4 separate regions of the Mus musculus genome follow, and regions 2, 3 and 4 are each linked to region 1. A link is a contact called in public Hi-C and HiChIP or PLAC-seq data. All regions are on one chromosome and are shown on one strand. Each heading gives the region's core, a stretch centred on a gene start, on an enhancer-like site or on the middle of the called end of the contact. The rest is flanking DNA. Distances are from core to core; before and after follow the strand shown. Region 1 holds the start of Ncald (neurocalcin delta). Region 2 has its middle 16 kb from the start of Gm41304. Region 3 holds the start of Grhl2 (grainyhead like transcription factor 2). Region 4 has its middle 25 kb from the start of Gm15942.

Region 1 (6,533 bases), core at 1,430-3,929:
AAATCGCAGATATTTGCATTTCATATTGCAATTCTTAGACTAACTCTATTTCAAAGCAGCCTTCACGCGAAGCACTGCCTCATTACTGTGGTAGCTATTGCACCTGCTGGTAGGGTATATGACTTAATAACATATGAACAAAGCAATTATCCTGTCATAATGAAAAGATAGTATATTTTATTTTTTATTATTTTGTATGTTTTGAAATTATTCTATAATAACTTTATCCCTCCCATTTTCTTTGCTCCCTCCAATACCTTCTGAATCTCCCCCCTTCCCCTGCCCCTCTCCCCTCCCTGCTTTCTTTCAAACTCATGGCCTCTTTTTCTTTTTCTTTTTTTAAAGACACATTTTCATGAAAAGTAGTTTCCTTTGCAACACAGCATACTTTGTTTTATGCACTTCAGATATCATTCTGGAAAAGAGTCCACAGGTAGCACCAGACGGCCAGACGTGCTCGTGGCACTGAAAGGGTTAAGGCTTCCTGAAACTAGACCCAGAGCCTTTAATAATTCAGCAGCCAGGTTTCTAGAGTCAATCATTCCATGCTGGCATCTTCTGAGGCTGAAGCACTCTTGACCTTGATAGCAGGCAGCACAGACTCGCTGCTGCAGGGGGATGCTCCTCAGCCCCCTTTCCTTATTTAAAAAAAAAAAACAAAACAAAAACAAAAAACCAAACCCTTGGCTCGAGGCTTTGAAAGTTCTTATTTTCATCAGGGAGGCTCTTTTCCCAACTTTTTATCACCGACATTTTGCCACTAACACCGACTCTCTCTCTCTCACAGTTTTGATTGTTGGAATCCAGTCTCATGCATGAGGGCATGAGGATGTCGTACATAATCATCTTGTGAATTTAAAACCAGGGAGAGAACCAAGAAAAAGAGTGAAGATAACAGTCGACACAAGAAAAGTTAAAGCACCAAGTGTATACCACGAGAGATGCCTTTAAATGACAGTGCTAGCTGGTCCCCCCATTCTCAATTGAAATGTCACACACCAGTTGACTCATGAAAGTGGTAGCGTCTGGGTTACAAGAACATGAGGTCAGTTAAATGACTGGAAGACGTCTTAGTAAATACATGTATGTACAAGCACATCAGACAGTGGACAGTCCTAACGGAAGCTCTGATCAAAAGGTCCATTCACTGAAAGCTGCTTGGAAAATAATTGATTCAAGCAGTTATTCATTTACTGCTGCGGCTACAGGCTCTCAGAATTCTCACCCAACGAGAGCAAAATGTAGAACCCACAATTCTGAGCCTAGTAACAGAAGCAAAAAACAATGTATTCTTTCACCAAACTAAAATATAACTATATCGTCAACCTACTGTCCAAACAATGTATTATTTCTCCAAACTAAAATATAACTATATCATCAACCTACTGACTGCATATATCGAGTGGAGCCAGTCTATCTATGCTCCTTCAAATGCTGGTTCTATTTCAGATGGCTGTCTAAAATACGCCTCGTTTCTGTTAAATCTGTAAGATCTAGAAACCTGTTTATCCATCTAGGCTTCTGTTTGCTTCAGAACCTGAGGTTTCCTTGAAACTTGGAGCTGCAGAAGGAGCTAGCAGAACCACAGCAATGCACACACAACAGCCGGAGCAATCCTTGCTCATCAGTTACCAAATCACTCACACAAGACCTGGAGCAAATTTTTATCGAGCATCCTCAATCTACATTTCAGTTAGGGAAGACCTCACATCAATGCATATTTAGTTCCAGGCTAGTTTCTTCTCAAGATAATTACTTTTAAGAATAAAGATCAGAACCAGCTTACAGGACTCCTTAGAAAAGGCCAGTCAGTCCCTCCTCTTCACCAGGGTTTTCAGAGAGAGCGAGCCACAAAATAGCACTTCACAGTAACACCCACAAAACAACCACACGCACACACATAAAGGTTCCACCCCGACTTCCTTGGCATATTGCAGATTCTTTTCTCTAAACAGGAAGCTGTTGACAGTTCCCCTCTTATTTACAGAGTACCAAAAGCCCCCTTTACAATAATAACCACAACTTTCAAAGTCTAGAGTCTTTTCTCACGGTTCCCATTGTTGCTAATTATACATGCTGCAAATGAGGTAGAAACCAAATTCCAGACTGCTGTGGGCTGACGCAGAATCAGCAGCAGCAACAAGGAAAAGTTAGCTGCTCCCTCCAAGGCGGTGCTGGAGTTACCAGACCCCAAACAACACTGAAGGAGGGATTCCTAGAATTCAAGGGAGCAAATTTGGCTCACGCTGCAAAATGAGAATTTCTAAATAATGTATGTTAGCAAGCATTGCGCAAGAAAGATTACATTTTAACCTACTTCATGGAACACTAATCCAAATTTAACCAAGTTCCAGAGACTGCCTGAAATTCGTGACTGGAAGCTGCTTCACATTCTTTGGCTCCGTTCGTCAGTAACTGCTCTTGAAGGCAAAGTTGTAGGAGGTTAAGAGGGGAGGGAAAACCATCAGGGGCTGTGAAACCACGTAACTCCTGTGTATAAAGCAAACCGATTACCTCACGCTGAAGAAGTGGGGGTTTAGTAGTCCATGCTCCTGCAGCCCCTGGGAAGCAACAACCACAGCTGTAGGGACAGCAACAGCGGCGGCGGCGGCAGCAGCAGCAGCAAGGTCCAGCATCCACCAGATTCTCACAAGCCTTTGACTGTGCGGACTCAGCCACAGACTCTGCCTCTGGCTGACGTCAAAGTCCCTGTCACATGGCCAGATAAAAGCCAAGAGAGCATTGGTTGTCGTAGCAACCACAGACTGGCTCTGAAATTATTTCAATAGGTCATCTGTCACTGATGTGTGTGCTCGTGTGTGTGCATATCTGTGTGTGCATGTATGTATACACATGGATTGCAAAACCATTGTGAACAGTGCCCGGCAGATAATTTCAACCCTCAAAGTTGTGACTCACGAGTGCCTGCAACTTTCATCATTAAAGCCTGCTTGTCCTTTCTCTGGTTGCCAGAAAATGCATGCTGTGACCCTTAGTCTTACTATCACAGCACAGAGCCCCTCCCCCTCCAGTCAAAAAAAGAAGCTGAAAACATTCATGAGGTGGTTTTCTTAGTGAATTAAATTCCCCTCTAAATAAACTGAGAGAAAACAGCTTTCAAGAGATTGTTGGTGGAAAAACTGTATATTCTTGAAACTGAATCCTCATCGGTGTCCCGAGAGCATGCCGATGAAAGATGGTGTGGCTGAAGGAGCCTGACAGGAAGGAAGCATGCTGCAAAAAGCAGGGTAGATAAAGCCAAGTCGCATGCCACCTAAGATTCCTTGCAAAAATGATGACCAGAACACTTCCACAAGGGCACAACTTTAGAAGGACCTGGAGATGATGAGAAAAGGGGCCAGACCCCTCCGCAGGTCCCACACTCTACCCTCCCACGATTCTCTGGTCCATAACGGACTGAGGGAGTTTCATGTTGAGTGACTGGTTCGGCATCCCACAGATGGAATCTCCCTACCACAGAGGAGTCAACAGTGCAGCCCACCTGTTCCCAAATTACAGCTTCATTGCCTTCAGGGACACGTTAGCTGATCTTTAGCTCTGTGTGAGTGCTTATGACCCAGTTCGTTCTCATTCTTAATTAACAGGAAGCCAATTAAACAAAATTGAGTAAAACCCATAGGAAGGCATTATGAAAAACCCATTTAGAAAATGTGGACTCATTCAAAAAACAAAGGAGCTGAAAGGTGGGGAGAAGAAAGAGGTGGTGTGCCTGGGTCATTAGGACTATACACAGACACAGTCACACACACACGCACACGCACACACACACACACTGCGCCTGCACGTGCAAGCATACAAACATGTGCACACACACATAAATGCATGCACACACTCATATTCATATGTGTAACACACTCACACATGTGTGCATACACACACTATGAGATATGAGTGACTCTGTGGCCAACTGGTTTTGTTCTGTGACTCTGTCTTCAGTAGAATAGAAGCTGATCTTTCACAGGACTAATGGCCTATCTGCTTGGCCACAGAAGCATCCCGTTCCCCCATTCCATCTTCCATGCTAGCTCCAATGAAGAGAGAGAATGGGTTTTTATTGGAAGTTATTTTTCTGATGCTATTGGTTGTACCGTGGCAAATGTAAAGGCAAAGTGTAAAGTTAGATTCTTTACTTTCAGACTGAAGACAGTCAGGAATGGACCTACTTGTTAGAATGACAGCAGCTGAACCCAGTGTCTGTGCAAATTGGTTTGAATGCCTTATAAGGGGCAGACTTAAGCAACAGGTCTATTTTCTAGACTTGTGTTCTACATATAATTCTGGTTCTCTGTTTAGGAGTGTGGGTCCTTGCTCTGGGCTGGGAGGGAGGAAGGTGTAGGAAGGGAAGTGTAGGTGTCCAGGGATCAAGTTCTCCCTGCTGGCTGCCTGACTTGACTTAGCCCAGGCTCTGAAGCTATGCTGCCTTGTCAATCGTTTCTCCATTTTATTCAGTTTAATATCAAGAAAATAAAACTGCAATGTCACCCTCTACCAGTAGGTGGTGTCCTCTGAAGCAAGACATTCTCAGAACCTCTACATTTCAATACTTTAAACAAATTTGTTTATTCTGAGTCTCCTATCATGTTTATAAGTATGCTTCACTGTACATAGACTTAGGTTTAAATTGCTGGCAGGTTAGGTAACCACTGGACCGTTATTCACCACTAGAAGATGTGTGTACGTAGACCTATTTCCTGTAGCATGCACCCAACCCTCAGCCACCCATTCTCCTCTGTAAACCACATAGGATTGAGTTTTTTGCTTACATATAAGGAAGGGAGCAGTCTTCTGTAGGGTTAAAACCATAGCATGATCTCCTTGGAGCTCAGACATTTGGCTAATTAGTTTAAGGTAACAGGCAGCACACAAGCGCCTTCGCCCACGACACTGCCTTACACTGAATATGTGTCATCTCTTTTTTCTGAATGCCAGGTCATTTTTGAGGTTAAAATGACTCACCTGTTTTTAAAATATGCACTCAAACACAGGTCTCCCTGATAATTTTACTTGCCACAAACGAAGGCAGGTCCAACTATTATTATTCTGACTGTTTTGCCAGCAACACGGGGTAAATGCCACTGAATGAGCTTCGCGTGCATCAACTAGCACATGCTTTGAGCTGTGAGGAGATAATTCTAGTCAGCCCGAAACCCCCCAATACTGCTAGGCAGTGATGTCAGGGCCTCTACTGTCTTAGCATCAGTGGGAGGCTCTGTATCTATTCTTGCAGCTCTCTGCCTCAAATCTTATCTCTTATGATTGGACCTTGGTCAAGTTATAAAAGTGCCCCTAGCAGCAGTGCCCACATGACAAGGTTGTTGAATTACAAGGGAAATAGATGATACAATTTGGACACCTGCCACAGGGCAGGGGCTCAATGTGTCTGCCAGCTCTTGTTTATCTGCCCAGCTCGGATGCTCGTCTGAAGACCTTCAGGGCAGGAGTCTTATTTTTATGATGCCAGTGGTTAGAACAGAGCCCAGGCACAGCAAGGGCTCACGGATGACTCATGGATTAGGGAAAGAATGCGGAGCAACAGGAACACAAGATGCTTTTCTTTTTCAAATAACATGGAAGAGAGGCTTTCTGTGAGCCCTCTACAACCAATGAGGCAGAAGGGAAAAACAGAAGACAAAAGTGTTGAGTTCTCACGAAATCTTCTAACAATGGATGGTTCCAAGTAAATCAATCTAACCCTAGCTAAGTCACGAGTAAGTTATATGCTGACATTCCTTACTGGGTCTGCCACTGGTATCAAACCCAGGTCCTTGTGATCGATGCAGAGTACTCTATCAAATGAATTATAGGCTCCTAGTTTTAATTTTTTTTATGAGGGGGAGAAAGATTTTCAGCATCCAGGAATTGTAGAGTCTTTATCTAGCTTTGTTCTAGGAGTAATAAGACACAGGGAAAAATAAAATGAGGAAGATTTGGATGAAGGAAGATGAGTAAGGTGAGACAGTGAAAAGATTAACAATAAAATGATCCCCACGTCATGGTGACCACGGTGGGCTCACACGTGTAGCCACAGGCACTGGGGATTTGCTTCCTAGCATTCGAACTAGAACTAGCATGTATTCAAGCAATGTTATCACAGAGGTAACAGTAACACCCATTGTTTTGAAAACGTGCTTGAACACATAAGAGGATGCTCACAGTCAGCTATTGGATGGATCACAGGGCCCCCAATGGAGGAGCTAGAGAAAGTATCCAAGGAGCTAAAGAGATCTGCAACCCTATAGGTGGAACAACATTATGAACTAACCAGTACCCCAGAGCTCGTGACTCTAGCTGCATATGTATCAAAAGATGGCCTAGTCGGCCATCACTGGAAAGAAAGGCCCATTGGACACGCAAACTTTATATGCCCCAGTACAGGGGAACGCCAGGGCCAAAAAGTGGGAATGGGTGGGTAGAAGGGTATGGGGGACTTTTGGGATAGCATTGGAAATGTAATTGAGAAAAATACGTAATAAAAAAAAATATTAAAAAAAAAGAAAGAAAGAAAACGTGCT
Region 2 (6,357 bases), core at 1,263-3,762, 200 kb after region 1:
TCCAAACCGCCACAGTAGGTCCCACCTCTAAGCTTTGAGTCACGCAGGCCACAAGCCCTTCCTTACCTATTTCTTTCATCAGTCTGCCTTCTCCTTCAAGCCTGATTGTGATTTTTAAAAACAAAAAGCAGAAACGAAACCCTGGCTACTGTACTGACAGAAACCCCACTCCCCTTTTCAACTCTATAACTGGCAATAGTCAGTCCAGCACTCACCTGTCTGTTACTATATACTTCCTGGAGAGACACTGTTATAGGTTCTGGAAGGACAAAGCCAAATCCTATTGTCTCTACCTCTTCCCACCCCTCCAAATCCAGGTCAGTATGGGCAATCTCTTTTATGCTAGATTATTGCTATTGAATTAAATCAACTAAATAATTATAACACATTCTAATGAACAGACTTCAGGGAGTATTTTTATTTTAACAACTGCCCAATCTTAAGGATAGAATATCTAATTGGACAGTTTTGAGCCAGGGCCAGACAATTGGAATAGTATGAGGTGAGTGGGAGAGTCACTCCACGTGTGAGGGTGGGTCCTGATCCCCTGTTAGAGATGTCCACAGACCTGGAGAAATATCATCATTGACTAGACTTTAAAGTTTTCCAGCACTCAACATTATCTTGTGTTAACTGTTAGTGATAGGAAACATTTAGTATAAGCCTCGCCTTTATAGATAGAGACAGTAAAACAAAGGCTAAGTAATTAGCCCATAACAGCTGGTTATCAACAGAAATGACCTTGACCTCGGGTCTCCTGACACCTATCCCAACATTCTTCCCACTTCAGAAGCTAAAAGACCGCTGCTCACCGCAGTCAGCGCCCCTCACTGAGGAGCAGGATTTAGCAGCATTTTAGACAGAACATTTGAGTGATGTTTGAATAGCAGCTTTGATTGTGAGGTGTGACCTCAATTGCTAGACAATTTGTTCTCAAGCAAATACAAAAAGAAACAAAATGCCTATTTATTTATATTTTTTTGACTGAGGAAAAAGAAAAAAAGCATTCCTACATCTAACTTGCGAACAAGTTTTGCAAAAGAAAGGGGGTTCTTATCTGAGTGTTGTATCACACTTGGTCTCTCCGCCAGAAAGCGTAAGCCAGACCAAAGAACTAGCGTATCCCAAGGAGCCATACAAAGATGGAACTAAGAACCTAGGCAGGATTCACACATTTACTCAAGAAATTGCTTTTGAAAAATCAACTTAAGTCACCAGCCATTTCCTTTAAGACACTGGGCCCCTGTCAGCCACCTCAGACCCTTACACTGAGTGGACAGCTAGTCTCCAAGGTGTTCTTCTGCTGCCTGCAAAGCATCCCTTTCATAAGAAGAAGCAGAGAAAGCAATATGGAGGCCCAGAGCAACAGGATCTCACAGGCAGACAGCATAGATAGCATCAAAAAAAAATCCTAAGCAGTATTTTTAAAAGAAACCCATAAGAAATGGGTAATTTCTATGATTTTCAAATTCTATTTTAACAAAAAGAAGGGAAATATGAAATGATTACATATATGTAATGTGTATGTAACACGTGTATACCCATGTGGATGGGGAGGGTTCTAAACAATGAGTGTTCCATGTGTGTAGCGTCTATACCTGTTCAGCAAACCATAGCCTGAAAAAGATAGAGAAGGAACTAACACAAACGCCACTGCTGAGCTGACGGACAAGAGTCTGCTCCTCCTCGAACTGCATCTCTACTGACCATGCGGAGACTTTCTCCCTTGTTATCATTCCCAAGATGGTATAATAGAACAATCATTCACAATGCATTGGGTGTTCTAAGCAACCCAGAGAGGATATGCAGAAGGATATATGTAGCCATAGGTAAATACTACACCATGCTCTATGAGAGGCCTCTGCATTTGAGGATTTTGATAGTGAAGGAGGTCCGAGATGTAATTCCTCTGAACGCTGAGAGCCAACTGTACATACAAACCACAGCTGTGGGTCCAATAGTTTAAAGCCTAGGCATTAGAACCAGACAGGCTGAGTCTCTGTCCCATACTGTATTGACATTAAGAAAGATCCTTGAGATATTTCATGGTCAGTTTCTCCATGGAAAGCAAAGACATGATGACGTGAGTTAAGTCATAGCTGTGAGCACTGGGTGACAGAAGCTGTAAAGATCAGGGAACATTGTCTGGCCTGTAGAAATCATACTGAAAGTGCTGATGTTACTATTGTCATTGTTAACTGTGTCAGAGACAAATGTGTCACTGTGTGACCATGGAAACCCCCTCCTCTCCTCCAGAGGAAGCCAGACACTTGTTCATCAGCTCAGCATTGACATTTGTATTAGTTCCATCTCCACTGCTGTATAAAACACCATGGCCAAGGCAAGGGATAGAAGGAAAGGTTCATTTGGGGTTTAGGATTCTACAGCAATAAGAGTCCACCTTGGCAAGGGAGTATGGCAGCAGACATGGTGGAAGTAAGGGCTAGGAGCTCACATCTCAAACCACAAACATGAATCAGAGAGTGCACTGGACACAGCCACTTGGCTTTTGAAACCGTAACACCTCCTCTCCAGTGACATACTTCCTCCAGCAAAGCCACGCCTCCTAAGCCACCGCAGGCAAGGCTACCAAGCAGGAACCAAGAACTCAGATGCCTGAGACTTATGGGGGGCTTCCACTCAAAACACCACAAGTTTTTCTTACTGTGTGAAATATGAGTATGAGCAAACTCTCTCTGAAGATACTTAGACTCCTTCCTAAAGAAGATTCTAGGCATCCAGGAGAGTCATGTCTTAGAGTGGGCTGGCATGGGTAAGGCTTCTAGGAAGACAACTCAATAACTGAGCTAGACAGTAAGAGCAACAGAAAGCAGTGGGAAGGCCAATCAGAACCGAGATAGCATACCTGTGGGGCAGACTCCACATGGTTGGACTGGGAAGGAAAGAGTGCCTCTGGAGGACTTTTGTGACGTGTTCTTTGCTAAACATAACTGACATTGGTGTTTCTCATTGGCTTGGGTATTTGTTGTACGTGGTGATTGCTATACTGAGACCTTGATGGGAACCCAGCTCTTCAGTGGGCAGTATGGCAAGAATGTAATTTTGAGGACATGGTTTCAGACTTATAATAATAACATATGATCACACAATGGTAAATATCATTTCATTGAACAGGGCACACAGCATTCAAAGGGAGCTAAATGTTCCTGAGATGTATCCATGGCAGCCCTTTGAAAAGTCCTGTGGTACTAGGTATCCAGAGCCATGGAACTGTCTTTCCTTCTAAGCGTAGCACACAGTCATCTAAAAGCAACACAGGAAACTTGGTGCAAGCAAGATGCTCATAGACGCATGATGCCTAACAGCTAAAAAAGTAGAAACACGCAACCAAATCATAGCACGCTGATTTAACAGAATGATATGACTTTAACAAACTAGTTTTACAATGTGAAGAAATGTTATGATGTATGTATGCTACCTTGTAAAAACCCAGGATAACAAAGCTAACTGTGGAACTCCTCATATTCAGTTTCAAGGACACAGAAAATTAAAAACAGTCATTGCTCCTATTAGAGGCTAGGGCCAGCAAGATGGCACAGCAGGTTGGGACACTTGCCACCAAGCCTGATGACCTCATTGTGATCCCAGGGACCCACGTGATGGAAGGATAAAAAGGACCTACTAAAAGTTGTCCTACTCCACACACTCACTGTAGCATGTCCATACCCTCTCCATCTCCCACACATAAACAAACAAACAAGTAAAATCATGGGCTATATTTCACAAAAGGAAGCACAGGTTTGGCATTGTAAATCTGGCCAAGAGCCCATGATTAGGGAGATCACAGGTCAGGAGTTAACCTGTGTCTATTCTTCTGCCAAACAGGCAGAGTATAAACTGCCCTCAAGTTTATATCTTTATTAATGCAGCTTAGTCCCCATCAGAGAAATTTCATAGTTCAGTGAATTGTGGTTAGTTCAGAAACTCAGAGCTGGTCCACGTGAAGAGTGAGCATCAGAGGAGGGCTTGGGCACATGGGACAGCATGCCCCCCTCTTCCCAAGAGTCAGGAGATTCCTTGGAACAGGGGGATGAAATGACTGTATGAGTCAGCAGTTGGGGAGGACTAGAGGGGAGCTGTCTTCTTCACATGACAGGACCACTGTACTCATCTGCACATGACAGGATCACTGCATATGATAGGACAACTACACTAATGGCTTCAGCAGCTATGCTCGCCTACACAAAATAAAGTAAGCCTTAAGTGACAGCCACGCACAATTGATGGCTTCTAGGGAAACGGATGTCAGTTTTCTTCGAAGGGGTGGCTTCTGGTAGGTCAACAATGCTCCAGTGGATGGCCCTACACCCAGGAATATATGGGCTGCCCAAATTAGAGTCAGTGAATTATTTTTTAAAGGAGAAAATGACATGAAGTTATGGACTAGGAAGGTGGGGTTATATCTAGGAGGAGTTAGGGAGAGAAGTGTAGGGAGGTGACTTTGATCAAAGTTTCTTCTATGAAATTCTCAAAGAATTAATAACAACATTATTTAAAGACATCTTGTGCTATAGCCTAGCTGTGGATTAAGTCACATTTTCTGCTTAAGTCACTTTCTTCTCCTGTCTTTCTAAATCCTTTCTCTTCCTCAGACTAAATGACTGCATCAACTTTGTAACATGTGATTTGTTTGAGTTAATGTTATATCCAGCCAATTTGCTGAAGTTGATTATCAGCTGTAGGAGTTCTCTGGTGGAATTTTTGGGGTTACTTGATACTATCATATCATCTGCAAATAGTGATAGTTTGACTTCTTCCTTCCTTTCCAGTTTGTATCCCTTTGACCTCCTCCTGTTGTCTAATTGCTCTGGCTAGGACTTCAAGTACTATATTGAATATATAGGGAGAGAGTGGGCAGCCTTGTCTAGTCCCTGATTTTAGTGGGATTACTTCAAGTTTCTCTCCATTTAGCTTGATGTTGGCTACTGGTTTGCTCTACATTACTTTTCTTATGTTTAGGTATGGACCTTGAATTCTTGATGTTTCCAATACTTTGATGTCTCTCTTAACAAAAATAATTTCTTCCAGCTAACCTAGCTTGGCTTTAACTTAGGTCTTAGCATGGCAATGGTAGAAAATAGCTTGATTTAAAGCTTAGGCAGAAAGGAAGACATGTTAAAAACTTATTCACAACATATCTCATGGGAACTTTCCAAGCCAGTTGTCAGCAATTTTAGTGCAGCTCTGAGTTTCTGTTTAGAACCTGGACTAGATTCCAATTCCTTGGGATAAGAACTTGCTTAAGTAGCTGGCTTATGAGTACTCTGGCTTATATGCAGAGTACTGACTAAAGCACCATGTAGCGATATGCTCACATAATGAAACCACTAAGAGCCAGTGAGTAGTGAGTGTGCCCAGAAACTGCCTCCGCCTTCACCGGAGCAAGATGGACAGACAGACATACTGCTGATTCGAGCTCAATGACCAAAGGACTCATCTTACTCCCCTCCCCCCTTTCTGCTTCCTCCTTTTTCTGTCTTGTCCTGACCACATACAGTTAAATTCTCTTAAGCTGAAGTGTAATCACTTTTCAAGGTCAAGTCAAATTATGATTTTTATTATTATTAAAATTATTGGAAAGCTAGAACACGGGGCTGCCAAGATGGCTCATTGCAATAAGACATTTGCCACCAAGCCTGATAAAACTCACTATGGCATATATGCAAACATGTGCTCACATGTGGGATATATACTCAGATCACACACACAAATGGGCATACACACACAAACACACACATGGGCATACACACACAAACACACACAGGGCACAGCACACTAAATTAATGTAATTTTAAAGCCAAAATTATATGTTGAAAATGTCAACATATTCTAAGAAATACTGAAATACATGAATACAGCCAGTATATTATATATTAATAATTGAAACACAAACAAGACCATTGAGATTGTCCCTGCCTTTTGTGACAAACAGGAAAGAGTTCAACTATACAGACTCATGCCATAATAGTACAAATGGCTCTCACAGCAGCGTTGACAGCCAGATAAACCTGAGAATGCTGTGGGCATCTGTGTCTAGATCATAAGCAAGGATAAAAATGGGTGGGAATGAGGATTAAAGAGTTCATACAAGGGAGTTCTGGGGAAGGTCACTATCTGGATGATGTCAGGGGTTCCATGTCTACCATTCCCATTTTGGGAGCTAGGTAGTACACAGCCTACACCCAAGCCTACCACACAGCAGCCATTTCCTGGGTATTGACTTTCCTGTCTTTTGCTGAGTTCTCACTGGGTACTGAGTAATGTGTCTGCCAAGTGATCTTCACAGATTGTCTAGCCTAATCATCAGGATCCACGTGTGAGGTTAAGTCTTCTTAT
Region 3 (7,045 bases), core at 3,808-6,307, 230 kb before region 1:
CTTCCCTATAGGAGATTCACCATTACAAACAAGGCTGGACATGGGGCTACACATCTTTGTCCCAGCACTCTGAAGGCATATCTGTGAGTCTGAGACCAGTCTAGCTTACATACTGAGTACCAGGGCAGTCAGGACTGTGTAGATAGGGAGACCTTGTTAGAGGAAGAAGAAGAGGAGAAGAAGAAGAAGAAGAGGAGGAGGAGGAAGAGGAGGAGGGGGAGGAGGAGGAGAAAAAGAGGAGGAGGAGGAAGAAGAGAGAAAGGAAGAGGAAGAAGAGAAGGAGGAGGAGGAGAAGACAAGGGTAGCATAAATACTAAATGATACTATTGAAATGGTATTTGCAACTTTAATGGATGCTAAAAATTGTTATTTAAAATATAGTAGTAATCAATGTAATTTCTCCCTTTATGGGTGATTTAAAGAAAATGTTAATTCTTTTTTTTTTTTTTTTGGTTTTTCGAGACAGGGTTTTTCTGTATAGCCCTGGCTGTCCTGGAACTCACTTTGTAGATCAGGCTGGCCTCGAACTCAGAAATCCACCTGCCTCTGCCTCCCGAGTGCTGGGATTAAAGGCGTGCGCCACCACGCCCGGCTTGAAAATGTTAATTCTTAAAATAAATTTATTGGAGACTTGTTCTTCTTGACACTTCTAATATTTTATGGAACAGATAGGTTTGATCCTAAGTGTCTCCTGAGGGCCATTCTGAACACAATACTTCTTCCTGGCTTTTATTTGAACTTTTGTTTTATTGTGGATTTTTAAAGTGACCATCAAATTCTATGCTGTGCTGAAAGTCTAGTGTTATGATAGATACCGTGGTAGGTTACAGGTTCACTTTCTATTTATATATTCATTGATTTCTGATATGCTAACTGCTCTACTTAAGGACAGTGACCAACCATCGCATAAACAAGCATAGGGCAGGAATGGATTCATCTACACAGGTAAAGTTTACAGTAGCCCAACACTGGCATACAGTGGCTGTGTGTGTGTGGCTTCATTCTGAACGCTGCACTTTGATGCTCCCCAACCTCTAACAGAGCATAGCAGGAGAAGGAGGTTCCTGCTGCAGACATAGCAGGAGGAGGGGGTTCCTGCTGCTCACCCACCTAAGCTTCAGGCTCATGGGAAGCATTGATGAATAGAGACACATTCAGAAGGAGATTGTTTCATAATCTGTGAGGCAGAAACTTTCAGATTCCTTAACTCATCTGCCAAAAGAGTCACAACAATTGGGTAATAGAGGTAGTTCCATGGTTGATAATTTCTATTATGATCATCATTATGATCACCATTCTTATTATTTTCTGTGTATAGGTGTTTTGCTTGCACAAACACCTGTGCCTTCAGAGGGCATTGGATCCCCTGGAACTGGGTAGCTGACTGTGAGCCTCCGTATGGGTGCTGGAAATTGAACCTGGCTCTTGTGCAAGAGCAGCAAGTGCTCCTGAGTAGTAATCCATCTCTCCAGCCCCATGGGGGACGTTCGAAATGATCCGCTTGACAATTTCCTTCACTCGTGCACACAGTGGTTAGTCTGAGGAAGACTAAATTATCTAATCAATGTTGAGCTATTAGGTGTCAGAAGAATCTTGATCATTATAAAACAGCAGAAGGAATGATCAGTCATGATTTTTTTTCCAGTTATAGAGACAGTGTCTTGCAGTACAGGGATGGTACCCCAGAAAGAAGCTCACAGCAACCTTCTCGCCTCAGCCTCCTGAATGTCGGGATTACAGACATATATCACCACCCCAGGCTTCAAACTGGCCACATGCACATCACAGACTGATTTTGTTTGCACAAACAAATGTGGTGGAGTTTGGCGAAAAGCTTTTTGGTTAAGTTGGAAGTGGACATATTTAAAGCTGGCAAACTGATCCACATTGGTTTCCTCCTCCAAAAAGGACAGTAAGAGATCATAAATAGGTATGTTCACAAAAACAAGGAATATGAAGGGAAAGTAAGCCAACAAGAGATTTCCACACAGCTCTGGGGATGATGGGTGCTCCTCCCGGTGGCTTCTGCTTCACCTCCTGCCCAGACTTCCTTTGGGGATGGACCATGGTGTAGAAATGTAAAATGAAATAACCTCTCTCCTCCAAGTTCCATCTGGCTGTGGCGTTTATAACAGAAACAGAACCCCAACCAAGAGTGGTGGAGGGGACAGTGGCTGAAGAGAACAGTGGGCGTCACAGGTGAATTCTCACAAAGGTTCAACCATTCTAAAAACACAGGATGACCTGAGCCTTGGAGATGCCCGAAGCCACCAAAAGGGGACTTGTGTCAAGGAGACTCGGGATCCTGTCCGGATCCTGGAAGCACAAGGGAGAATCACGAAGCTAAAATGGGGATGGGGTGGAGAGACAGCGGCAGCTGGAGCTGTTGGGTCCCTTGCTGAGTTTTTCCTCACTTGTCTGCAGACCTTTCTCTCCGTGAACAGAGAGAGTTAGGCCATAAAAATCTCCTCAGAAACTTGTAGTGGTGCCAGGTATGTTTGCTGCCTGGTGGTGGCCTTGCTGAAAGGCACTTGGTGGAAGTTACCTCTTCATGGGACTGTATCCCAGAGTCAGACAGTACACAGCTTTTCTTTGGGCTTTTTAGTTCCTAATAGGAAAGAATTTCACATTCCCTGTTCTGCCCCTGGCAGTCAGAGGGAGAAGTTAGAAAAGCACGTACTCACCATCCACAGGAAGACAGGGGACAGAGCCCTCCAGGAAAGGAAAGAGTGAGAAAGGCTGCAGGGTGGCTCACCCACACCAGGCCAGACACCATGCGCCTGCCGAATGCTCCAGAGTGCAAGAGGTCCCAGATCTCCTGATAACTACAAGCTCCAAGGGAAAGACAGCAGGCCCACCAGTGAGCAAGCCCATTCCCCACCCCCACGAGGTTACTGAAGAAGTTCTCATGACCTCATTGTACCTGGGAATGCAAAGTGAAAGGCTGCAGACAGAGGAAGGAGGTTCTGCCACGGGGGAACCAGAGCAAACTCAGAGGAAAGGGAGGCAGAGGAAGCCAAGGAAAGGCAGGGAAACCCTGTAATAAAACGACACCCTCAAAACCAGGAAAGCTAGTGTAGCCATGGCAAAGTCACAGAACTGTATTTTAAAAATAACCAAAACTCAGAGTTCTTAAAGTAGCAGAGGTGTGGTGATGAATGCCTGGGAACTGGGCAGAGGACAAAACACTTGAAAACAGCCTGGCCCACATGGCAAGGGTCAGGCCAGTGAGGGCTGCACAAGGAGACCGCCCTCCAAAGTGAAATAAAACAAAAAGAAAATACCGTAAATCCTCAAAGAAGACTCAGGGCATAGGACAAGGTGTCCCAGGATGACAGCCAATCCATAAAACAGATCATCTCCATTGGATCTGGAGGGTAGGAGCTCTGCAGGCTTGTTTGCAGGGAGAAGATGGAATGGGATATTTGGTCTTTTGGAAACTAAATTTTACAGTCACTTGGTAGATTTGTTATAGAACCATATCAGGATAGGTTCGTAATAAACTAAACAAAAGGTAAAAAAGGAAACCACCACACTACATCAGTGCTCTCTGTTGCCACTGAAACTCGACCAGATACATACTTCTTAGTCTCTAACCTGAGGAGGGACCATGATGGGGGCTGGAACTGGAAGCAAAAGAGTAGAGGAGTTAGCAGCTCATAACGAGTAGCAAGTGTTCAAACCACAACGTTGATGCATCAGGAGATGCGCACAACAGGGGGCAAGCCACAGAGCCACCCGCCCACCCACCCGGCATCGGCGGAATGTGACTGTCTCTAGAGGAGGGAAAAAGAAAGTAAGGTGCACACGGATACCGTGTTCAAACTGTGTTAAAAATATATTGTTTCTAAAAAGTACCTGTATGGGTGCTTATGTTATTATCTAAAATAAAATAGAATCGTTAAAGTCAGTTGCTAAGAGTGGAAATAAAGAACAACCAAACCTAGTGCCGTAATTTAATTCCCCCAAATCATGTGACCTGCAAAGGTTTAATACAGAAGTTGTGTCAAATCTGACAGCTCCAGTGCTCCAGTGTTGACTTGACATAAATGTGGCAAAGCTTTCCATACCCTCCTGTATTTCCACCACGCTCATGTATGGGCTAGATCCCTGTCAGAACTCCCACAAATACTTAATTCTCGTAGCAGCGATTATAAATGACACCTGGCTACTTCGCACTGTTCCGGACCAGAAGAGAACCCACACAAACAAGTCACTTTCATCCTGCGTTGTTCCCCTGGCAACCATATTAAACTGCAAGGATAAAGAGCCTTTGTAGTAGCTGCTTCTATTGAATTACAATGTAAATGTTGATGCTTGCCTAGAAATGTCAACGGGCGACAGGCTTATGGAACAGATGCAGTAGTTGTTCCGCAGCGCAGGAATCCCAGGCTGCGGAGAGATGCAAGAGGTGCGCCCGGGCCACCTTAAGAGTCTATTCAACCGAATCTCCTTTCTCCATTAAAGCCACGCCGCACTTCATAGATCCAGTTCAGGAAAGGTCGCTCGACTAGTTGAAAACTGAAAACGACCTGCTATCTTCTATGCATCAGAGCAGGAGAAGAGTTTGTTGTGGATAAGAATGCTAACAATGCAATTACGCAAGAGACCCGGCAATCCGTTCCTTTCCCACTCAGCATAGCGTAACTCTAGTTCCCTGACTCTTCTGCCCGCCACACAGTTTTCGTCCCGCGAGTGTCAAGTGGCAGGTGGTGAACTGGCCATTTGGTTCCGGGTGGCTTGTTGATTTCTGGGTTCAGCATTCTGTCGTCCTTCGGTTTGACCCACGGTACCTAGTGTCTGTAGTGGCGCTCCCCGCTCCGTCTCTCCCATCACCTCTACCCTGCCCCTAGTCAGGGAAGAAAGCCAAAAGTGGGTAGAAGTCAGCTCGCAGAGTCTCCAGCGTGCCACCGCTCCACTCAGGTAAACTTCGCAGTGAGTGACCTGCACTTGGAGAAGGGCCTTACCTGAGCGCGCCTCTGCCAATGGCAGCTCACCTGAGGGAGCACCGCAGCCAATCACCGCGCAGCTCGGCCCTCGGGCTTGTACCCTTTAGTGAAAGAATTCAGCGCCTTGCGAGAAAGTTACCTGTGGCCGCCCAAGTCCGCCACTTTGCGCTCTGTGTCTGCCCATTGCAGCGATCCGGGAGGACTCCGCGCCGCCGGGCCGCCTCCGAGCGCGGGCCCCATGTGAGGGCTCCCTCCCCCCATCCCACCTTTCCGGCTAGGTGAGGGCGCGAGCGAGCGGGCGAGCGAGAGTGGTGAGGGGGGACGAAAGCAGAATTACCTGTAGCTCTTGTTCTGCCATCTCGGGCGCTCTCACACACCTTCACCTGCACAGACTTGAAAGTCCAGTTTCACCAGAGGCTGAGGCTCCAGGAAAAGGGGAGCGAGTTCATTGGATCAAACATGTCACAAGAGTCGGACAAGTAAGTGGGTCGCACGCGCCGGCGGCGGCTGCCGCTGCCCCTTTGGGCTGATGGCAACTGGTTTGTTGTGTTTTTGTTTTTTTTGTTTTTGTTTTTGTTTTTTAAGTCGCTATTGTTGGATTTTGATTTTGTATTTTTTTCCTCTCTTTTTACTTTTTTCTTTTTGGTGTATCCAGACCCTCTCGGATTATTTCTACCCCGATTCAGGGGAGAGACCCTACTCGAACGTGAATGTTTAAAACCCGTTTTGGGGCCTTGCAAGTAAACGTGGGTTTTCTTTGCTTCCTCCCCGACGAATGAGCTCAGCTCCCACTGCCCCGACCAACGGACCCTTGGGCACTGATTGAGGTTTTGGCAGATGGTGGCGGGAGGCCTGTAGTTAACCCCCTTGCCTGGAGGTGCTCCCCAGCCTCAGACTTCCTGGGCCGGTTGGAAGTTCAGTCGACTTCCTTCGATTAGGCCAAAGGGCCTGCTGGAAAAGCGGTCTGGGCCTCTTTTGTGTGCGCTCAACAAAGGCCTTTTATGCGATTGCAGACACGGCCATCTTCCCCACTGCGGCGACCCGGGGTGCATGTGCGCCCCAGCGCGGGTCTCCGACGGGACGGAGGAGCGGGCAGGCCGCGATGGCGGGTCCGTGGGTGTGCCCGCGCCTCGCTCCTTCCCGCAGCCCACGCAGTGGCCAGTCACCTCGCGCAGGTGCGGGACAGGACCTCTCGGGAATGGGGGACTGATTTTGAGGCCGAGTACGAAGGGGTGCCCACACTTGGGCCGGTCTCCCTGCGCCCCGACGTCTCTGGCTCATACGCGTCCGGTGACCGCGCGGCCCACTGTTCGGAGGCCGCCACCTCGGGCGTGGGGCTCGATCGGCCTTCGCCGAGGCTGTCGAGGGCAAGGGGGTGGGGGAGCATGGTGGAGCACCGGGACTCCGGGCTCTCTGCGTCCTCGACCGGAGCTCAGGCCTGCCGGGAGCCGCGTGAGCCGCGGGGCGCGGGGCCTGGTCCGTCGCGGTCCCCGCCTTGGGGACGGCTTTGTGCGAGCCGGGGGAGGTGGGGCCGAGGGCGGGAGCGGGCGGGAGCGGGAGGGAGCGGGAGGTGGGTCCCGCTGCCCTCCTTCCATTCGGTGGCGACACTTCCTTCCCCCTCCTCCCGGGGCGTCCTAGGCCGGGAACTGGCTGCGTCCTATTGGAAAGGCTCAGAGGCCGCACTTTTGCTGCCCCTAGTAACTTAACCCGGCTGGTGTGGCCATTCCAAGGAGACCTTCCTGAGAGTCTTGACCGAGAAAAGCACAGGACCAGTCCCCAGGTTGAGGACCTGGAAGGGAGGAGGGCGGAGAAGGAAAGCCTGCCTAACCCGATTTTGGATGGGCACTGTCACGATGCGGCCGATGTCCAGGACGCTTGTTTTCATACTTTAAAACTTACTACTCTGTCGCCCTTTAAGATTTATCTGCGCAAGTAGATACCGGAATCGAAGAACTAGTATTAGGAACTGGGCCAGGAGCTAGAAAGTTTAGGGTTGGGAAAGCGTAGGAGATACTCCCACGCACATCTTGACCTCCACTTCAGCTCTCTTGGTAGTGGAGTTATCACCTGAGGTTGAAAACTCATATAACCCAAAT
Region 4 (6,465 bases), core at 628-3,127, 210 kb after region 1:
CCTGTACCCTCTACTTATGCACTGCATAAGCATGATGCACATACATCCATGCAGTCAAAACACACACATACAATTTTTAAAAACCTTAGAAATACTTTAAAAGGATATATTGATCCTGAAGTGGTAGCTTAGTAGTTTTAACACATATTATTCTTCCAAAGGACCTGAGTTAGGTTCCCTACATCCATACTGGGCAATCTGTACTCTGGATCCAGAGGGATCCTCTCCTCTGGCTTCCACAGATACTGCATTCATGAGCACACACACAAGCACACAACAAGTAAATAAATAAATAAATAAATCTTTCAATTAAAAATATACAAGAATGTATATACAGCATGCCATCATAGATGTTGAACTTTTATATTCAAATTTTTAAATTAATTTTTTTCTCTAGGTTTTGCTTTGACTTTAGTTGTGAAGGTCTTTTGTGGATTGCCCTAAGGCACAGTGGCAGAACCAGGAAGGAGTTCAAACTGCTCACATGGACCTGCAGGTGCAAAATCCCTGGCTCCGCTTCAGTGCTGAGGCAAAAGCTTGGCAGGCATGGAGCTCCCCAGACCTCCCAGGGTGAAAGCACACCCCCTCCACACCCCCTCCACACCCCTCCCTTGAAAGCAATGAGGGAAACGTGTCACAGACAATACATACTTACTCTTCCGTGTAGTGAGTTACCACGGTAAGGTTACCTCACAAATCACACAGAGCCCAACATGCACCTGGACCAATGAACAGCTAAGCGGATTTTCACATATGTAAAGAATCTTGGTCATTGACATTGATTTCCACAAATCCTGTGAATGAGCCTAATTGCCCCAGCATTTGTGTGTCGTGTGCGGTAATCATGAGCGTCATCCTGAAGCAGGCTGCCTGGCCTTATGTTGTTTCTATGTTGAGGAAGCAAAGCCAGACTCGGGAGAGGGAAAGCCACGCCCTCAAATCTTACCCACTTACTCTGCTTATCAGCCTCATGGACTCTTCTTACCCCACCCCCATGTCTTTTAACCAAGTTCTCCTCTTTATGACCAACCCTCGCGTCACGCAGACACACAAAATTACTATCGCTCTCTCCTGCTCTGTATAATCCAAGAATATGATAGAATTTCTGTGGAGTTCTCAATGTCAAGCCCTCAGTCAATTCTGCACTCTTTGTTCTCTACTCCAATGTTTGAAAATTCCAGGAAAAAAACGTGCACCCTCACAGACACCTTGGCGGAAGCCATGAGAGACCACTTGCCAAGGTTAACTTGCCATTCAGTGTGACATTCCTGAGACTGGAGACTGTTTATATTGTTAACTGTAGGCTACCCCAGAAAGCTTAATCAACCTTTGCTGCAAGGAGTTAATTCCAGAAATAAGGGATGGGAAGGGTTAGTGCACACTTGACAATCTCATTTATGTGCAGTTTATGTGCAGATACACACATGAGCTGCACACACGCTAGTCTGAAATAAAGCATCCGAGTGAAGTAGCCCTAAATCTGATGTGTCCCCTTCATCAGCTGGTAAAAGGTACTCTGCTAAAATTTACTAGCCAGAATTATAAAACCCTGAAAACTTTGAGTCTCAAATGTTTTCTAATTTAAGACAAATTTTCCTCTCAGTTAAGTTGGTATCCATATTACAATAGACTGAAAGGGAAACCACCTCTAACGCTTCCCCAAGGAGGAACCAAGCATAGATAATGTCTACATTTCTCTCATGGAAGAAGAAAAGAGGATTCCCTTGCTAGATATAAAAGCAAGTACCAAAGGACCCTGCAGTCTATAATTTCCCAAAGAACAAAGTGAGCATTCCATCAGGCAATGGCCACTGTGAGGTGTGGCATTGTCGTGAACTGCTGCCTGCCTGGGTGCCCCAGCAACAAACCTCTCAGAGCTGGGCGCGGACCACTGTTCTGGCAGCAGATTATGGCACAGGCTGCCAACCTCATGCCAGCTTGGCAGGAACAAACCCAATGTCGCCTGAAACTGCTACAGATGTAATAATATCTGACAAGAGGCTGATTGGACAGTGCACCACGCTATTTCCTCTAATTAAGGAACTCTCAAGGAAAAAAAAAAAAAAACCAAAAAACCAAAATAGCCACAAAGCTCTGTCAGCAAAGCAATCAGCGGTGACAATTATCTGTCGACTTAAGCTCCAGGCTGAGCCTCTGTGAGGAGCTGGGCTAGCTGCTAGGAATTTATAAATCAGCATTGCAGCAGAAGTCAGGGATGACAAGGACAAAAGGCGGGGCGCAGAGCCTGCCGCTTCCCAGCAGCGGTGAGCATCTCCTCAGGTGAGGCGACGGCAGCATGCGGGCTGGAGGACCCGCTGCCCAGTGTAAGGGTATGTGAGTGTGAGTGAGTGTGTATGAGTGTGTACATGTGTGAGTAGGACCGTGTGAGAGTGTAAATGCATGTATATGAGTGTGTGTGTGTGTGTGTGTGTGTGTGTGTGTGTGTGTGTGTGTTAGACAGCTGTGCAGAAGAATCAAATGAAAAAAAAATTCTGCAGTAGCTTGAAGTCCACTGTTCATGGCCTGGGTGTTTTTTCATCCTGAATCAGTCTGTCTTTACCTGGGGCCATTCTACCCATTCTTTAACATCTTTAACATCTTTAACAAGCAGAGCATGCCCACTTCTTTATACAGGTACCATGTGACTGTTCCCCTATTGGCCTCCATAACAGATTATCATCTATACTAGGAGGACATGAGGAGCAGGAGTTGGGAAGCTTACATAAATCAAAAACTATGACCCAGTCATCATATACATAATTGTACATTATAATAAAATTATAGTTATCTGTACAGAGACAGGGAGACTTTATATACATTGATGCAGATGATATAAATATATAATGGCTATTATTAGGAGGTTCAGTACCATTTATTCCCAACATTAGTGCCTGTGTACAGAAGTAAAAATAAGTATGTCTTCTTGAAATCCTCTTCCCATTAATTGCATTATTTCAGTTCTCAAGGAAGCAAATTCTAGAATCATCCAGATTGCACAAGGATAAGTGCCTACAAGTCTGAGCATCCTTCCTTCTTTCAGTTTCTTGTCTCAGTCACATGTAGTTTTATTTTCCACGAAAGATTTCAGTAGTGAAGATGATAGAACGGTTGATCTAGCTGAACCTCCACACAACTAAAGCTCATTTTCCAATCTGACATTCCTCATTGTAAAGCTAGTACAGGAAAGACTATCAGAGTCAGTGTTTGGTGGCCCAGAAGAAGTTCTTCAACAGGCAAATGAGCTCCCCAGCTTCCTTTAGGAAGGCACCAAGTTCATCCATGAGGACTTCGCTGGGCTCCAGTCATTTCCCAGCACTCCTACCTCTGACCTTGTCCCTTCACAACTGGGTTTCAGCGCATGCATTTGGGGTAACAGAGATGCAGACCACAGCAGTAGGCTTATCCACAAACCCTTTCAAAGAGGAAGCACCTGAAATATTATTGTTAGAAGACAGAGCTGAGCTTTTGAGAGTTAGTTAGAGGGACAAAGCTCAAAGGATGATGGAAAATAAGAAGCTTTAAACATGAATACCAGGGATAATTGTTTAGTTAAAGTGAATAAGCTGACTGTGAGATGAATTTAAATGTCTTAATTCTGGGTCTTATACCCAGGGTATTCTCACTTAGAATTACCTTCACAATATTTTGATATGAACTATTTTAATCTTATTACTAGAAGTACATGTGACTATTAAAAAATAGAAATAGGGCTGGTGAGAGGGCTCAGTGGGTAAGAGCACCCGACTGCTCTTCCAAAGGTCCGGAGTTCAAATCCCAGCAACCACATGGTGGCTCACAACCATCTGTAACGAAATCTGACGCCCTCTTCTGGTGTGTCTGAAGACAGCTACAGTGTACTTACATATAATAAATAAATAAATCTTTTTTAAAAATTAACAAACTTACTTAAAAAAATAGAAATAGCGATTATGTAAATAACTGCTCCTCAAACATTCAAGTGCTTAAGAACCACTTTCGTTAATCTTTTGAAATGAGGATTTGGCTCATTAAGTCTGAGGTAGGATCTGCAATGCTGCATCTCCTTTTTAAGTTTCATGTTGCCACCCTTCCACCACACTGAGGATCGAGACCTTGTGCACGCTGGGCAAGTGCCCTACTCCTGTGCTGTGTACAACTCAGCCCTCGCTTCTGTATTTCTAATGGGCTTTCTAGGGATGCTGTTTGGGTGGCCCCAGAATGGCTACCGAAGTGAACCGAGATGACAAGCATGGAATAGTGCTAGATCGTGCCTATAACCCCAGCACTGGAGAGACTAAGATGTGATTACCTGTGCTAAACAATGAGTTCTGGGGCAACCTGGCCTACACATGAGATCCTGTCTCAAAAATAAACAAGGGAGAGAAGGAGGCAGGAAAGGTGTTGGGGAGCTGAGGTGTTCACTCCCCCAAATGGCCTTACATCATTCAGCTATGTCTGGAATTGGGATGACACAGCCCTTAGCTCCTTGGTCATTAGCACTCCTTCAGGACCTTTCATTTCACAAGGTTCCTCGGTGGAGCCTGGGTCTGTAGTGTCTGTTCGGTTGCCTCATTCTTGACTGTTTCCATTTTTCCCTGTCACTGTCTCTTTGATTCTTTCTTTCTTTTACAAAAACATTTGTGGTTGAGAAAAGCACACCTTTTTTTCCCTTACCCCAGACCAAGGGATAACCTCTCCTACCATGCTCCTTCCACCATAGGCATGAATTTCCTAGGTGTAAACAAAGTAGACTGTCAAATACCAAAACCTCAGGAAAAGAATAAGATTTGAACTTTCAGTTTGCCTATTAAACTTCAGGTTGTGATTTTTTTTTTATTGGTTTCTTTTGATTCAAGCTTTGTTCTTTTTTGATTGGCATTTTTATCTACAACCAATATTTTCCTTTAATGCAAATGATTCTTTAAATGCTAGAAAACAGGTGTATGATATGGAAATCATGGTGAATATCACTCTTATAATCATTAAAGTAATGCCTCAATTTAAGTCTATTAGAAGGCAATGATCAATACAATAAGTTATATGCCTCTCCAAGGATAAAAGAACCTCAAAAACTGTCACTCTGACGGGACATAGCAGGAAAAGATTGCTATAAGAAACACAAGAAAAAAAAACAACTAAAAAATGGAGGGGGTGGGGGCAGAGGACACGCATGAACTACTTTGCAGCAAGGAATTCCTGGGAGCCTCAGACTATGACTCTATACTCTCACACTTTCCCCCATGTATGGTTTTTTTTTTTGGTTTTTGGTTTTTTGAGACAGGGTTTCTCTGTGTAGCCCTGACTGTCCTGGAACTCACTCTGTAGACCAAGCTGGCCTCAACCTCAGAAATCTGCTTGTCGCTGCCTACCAAGTGCTGGGATTAAAGGCATGCACCACCACTGCCCAGCCACTTTCCCCCATGGATCTGAAATGCTACTCATGAGAAAGATTAAGGACAAAGGGAGAAGTAGAGAATGTGTCTCCCTGTAGTTGGATACAGAAAAGAAACACCATCTTTCCTCTGAACCATTACATGGTGATCCACAGCTTTCAAAAACACTGCAAGGAGAGCAGACTGCCTCCTTAGACCCAGGGTTCCCATGGAATATCCCTGGGAATGGACAAAAGCAAGAGCCTGCTGCCTGCCCAGTGGGAGAACAGGTGTCTATGCATTCACACAAAGGCCACAGAGGAAGGCCTAGGCAACTCTCCAAACACCCATAACAACAAAGCAGAGATCCACCTGCTTTCACATTGACGATGCCCTGTCTCAAAGCCCAAACACAGAAGTCTGCTTAAGAACCAGCCTGGGCCAGAACTGAGGACTTGCCACCACCATCACCACCACAGCTTCTTCCTAAGCAGAGCAATGACACCCCACTGCTACAGAGAAACAGACAGAAATATTCCTCATGCAGAGTAGCTCTAGTGTAGGTCAGCTGGAAGCTAGTGGTGGAGATCAGACACAGGATGGTGGTACACTGGGCCCGACCAGGCAAAGGTAATTACTGCAGTTTTCCACTGGAAGCAGCCATTATAGAAATTATGAGCCTAATTCCACCCAAACTCATTACTCGTGTTGGTAAACTTTAGTGAGACTGACTTGACTGTCACACCATCAGCCAGACAGTACAGTGCCCAGCATCATCTACTGTTCTTCTACAAACACTATCCCACACTTGATGAAAATGACAATATACTTGAAAGAACAGAGGGAAAAAAAGCCAATCAATTGTCAGTATAAAGGACACAATGACTAAGTGTAGATGGCCTGTATACTGGAACACATGGAGACTTCAAAAACAGTCACAATATGTTAAAGGCACAAAGAAAAGCAAGTACCAATGGAGCAGTCTATGCCAGGTTATGCTAGTCTGTGCTACTTAGTGAGTTGTCATGAGAGAGAAATAAAAATGCCTTAGAATTAATAGATCATGAGTTCAAAAAGGGTCTTCAAAGATAAAAAGGAAAAGAATGTGGTATTT

Evidence for each region. Hi-C and Micro-C count contacts between places; a contact is called where the count stands out from the background. HiChIP or PLAC-seq counts read pairs in DNA pulled down with a chosen protein or histone mark.
Region 2: a contact with region 1 is called in a BATF HiChIP or PLAC-seq map of CD8 T cells, with 15 read pairs. The contact joins the enhancer-like site here to the promoter of Ncald in region 1. A contact is called at or near these places in 7 of 484 Hi-C or Micro-C datasets (cerebellum, cerebral cortex, cortical neurons and 1 more) and 3 of 115 datasets of contacts at active chromatin or transcription factors (CD8 T cells, astrocytes and liver).
Region 3: a contact with region 1 is called in an HNF4G HiChIP or PLAC-seq map of pancreatic cancer cells. The contact joins the promoter of Grhl2 here to the promoter of Ncald in region 1.
Region 4: a Hi-C map of cerebellum shows a contact between it and region 1, with 1.8 times the contacts expected there. The contact joins the enhancer-like site here to the promoter of Ncald in region 1. A contact is called at or near these places in 1 of 15 datasets of contacts at CTCF or cohesin (CD8 T cells), 6 of 484 Hi-C or Micro-C datasets (the HL-1 cell line, brain, cerebellar granule neurons and 3 more) and 3 of 115 datasets of contacts at active chromatin or transcription factors (astrocytes, embryonic stem cells and neural progenitor cells).

What each region holds. Positions count from the first base shown.
Region 1 is chr15:37,456,703-37,463,235 of GRCm38.p6, forward strand. It overlaps Ncald (neurocalcin delta), which reads right to left and starts at 2,680. Exons shown (of 4, transcript NM_001170868.1): 1 at 2,515-2,680.
Region 2 is chr15:37,654,434-37,660,790 of GRCm38.p6, forward strand. It overlaps a transcript of Ncald not described here. Among named protein-coding and RNA genes, the nearest start is that of Gm41304, 16 kb to the left of the region's middle. Within about 2 kb of position 2,513, at least 8 of the 459 cell types and tissues checked have an H3K27ac peak or open chromatin away from gene starts, as enhancers often do. A contact at or near this core is called in CD8 T cells, where this site is marked.
Region 3 is chr15:37,227,979-37,235,023 of GRCm38.p6, forward strand. Grhl2 (grainyhead like transcription factor 2) reads left to right here and starts at 5,058. Exons shown (of 16, transcript NM_026496.4): 1 at 5,058-5,428. The coding sequence starts at 5,409. It overlaps Gm16136 (predicted gene 16136), which reads right to left and starts at 5,181. Exons shown (of 2, transcript NR_155442.1): 1 at 4,998-5,181; 2 at 3,943-4,849.
Region 4 is chr15:37,671,839-37,678,303 of GRCm38.p6, forward strand. It overlaps a transcript of Ncald not described here. Among named protein-coding and RNA genes, the nearest start is that of Gm15942, 25 kb to the right of the region's middle. Within about 2 kb of position 1,878, at least 42 of the 459 cell types and tissues checked have an H3K27ac peak or open chromatin away from gene starts, as enhancers often do. A contact at or near this core is called in brain, cerebellar granule neurons, cerebellum and 2 more, where this site is marked.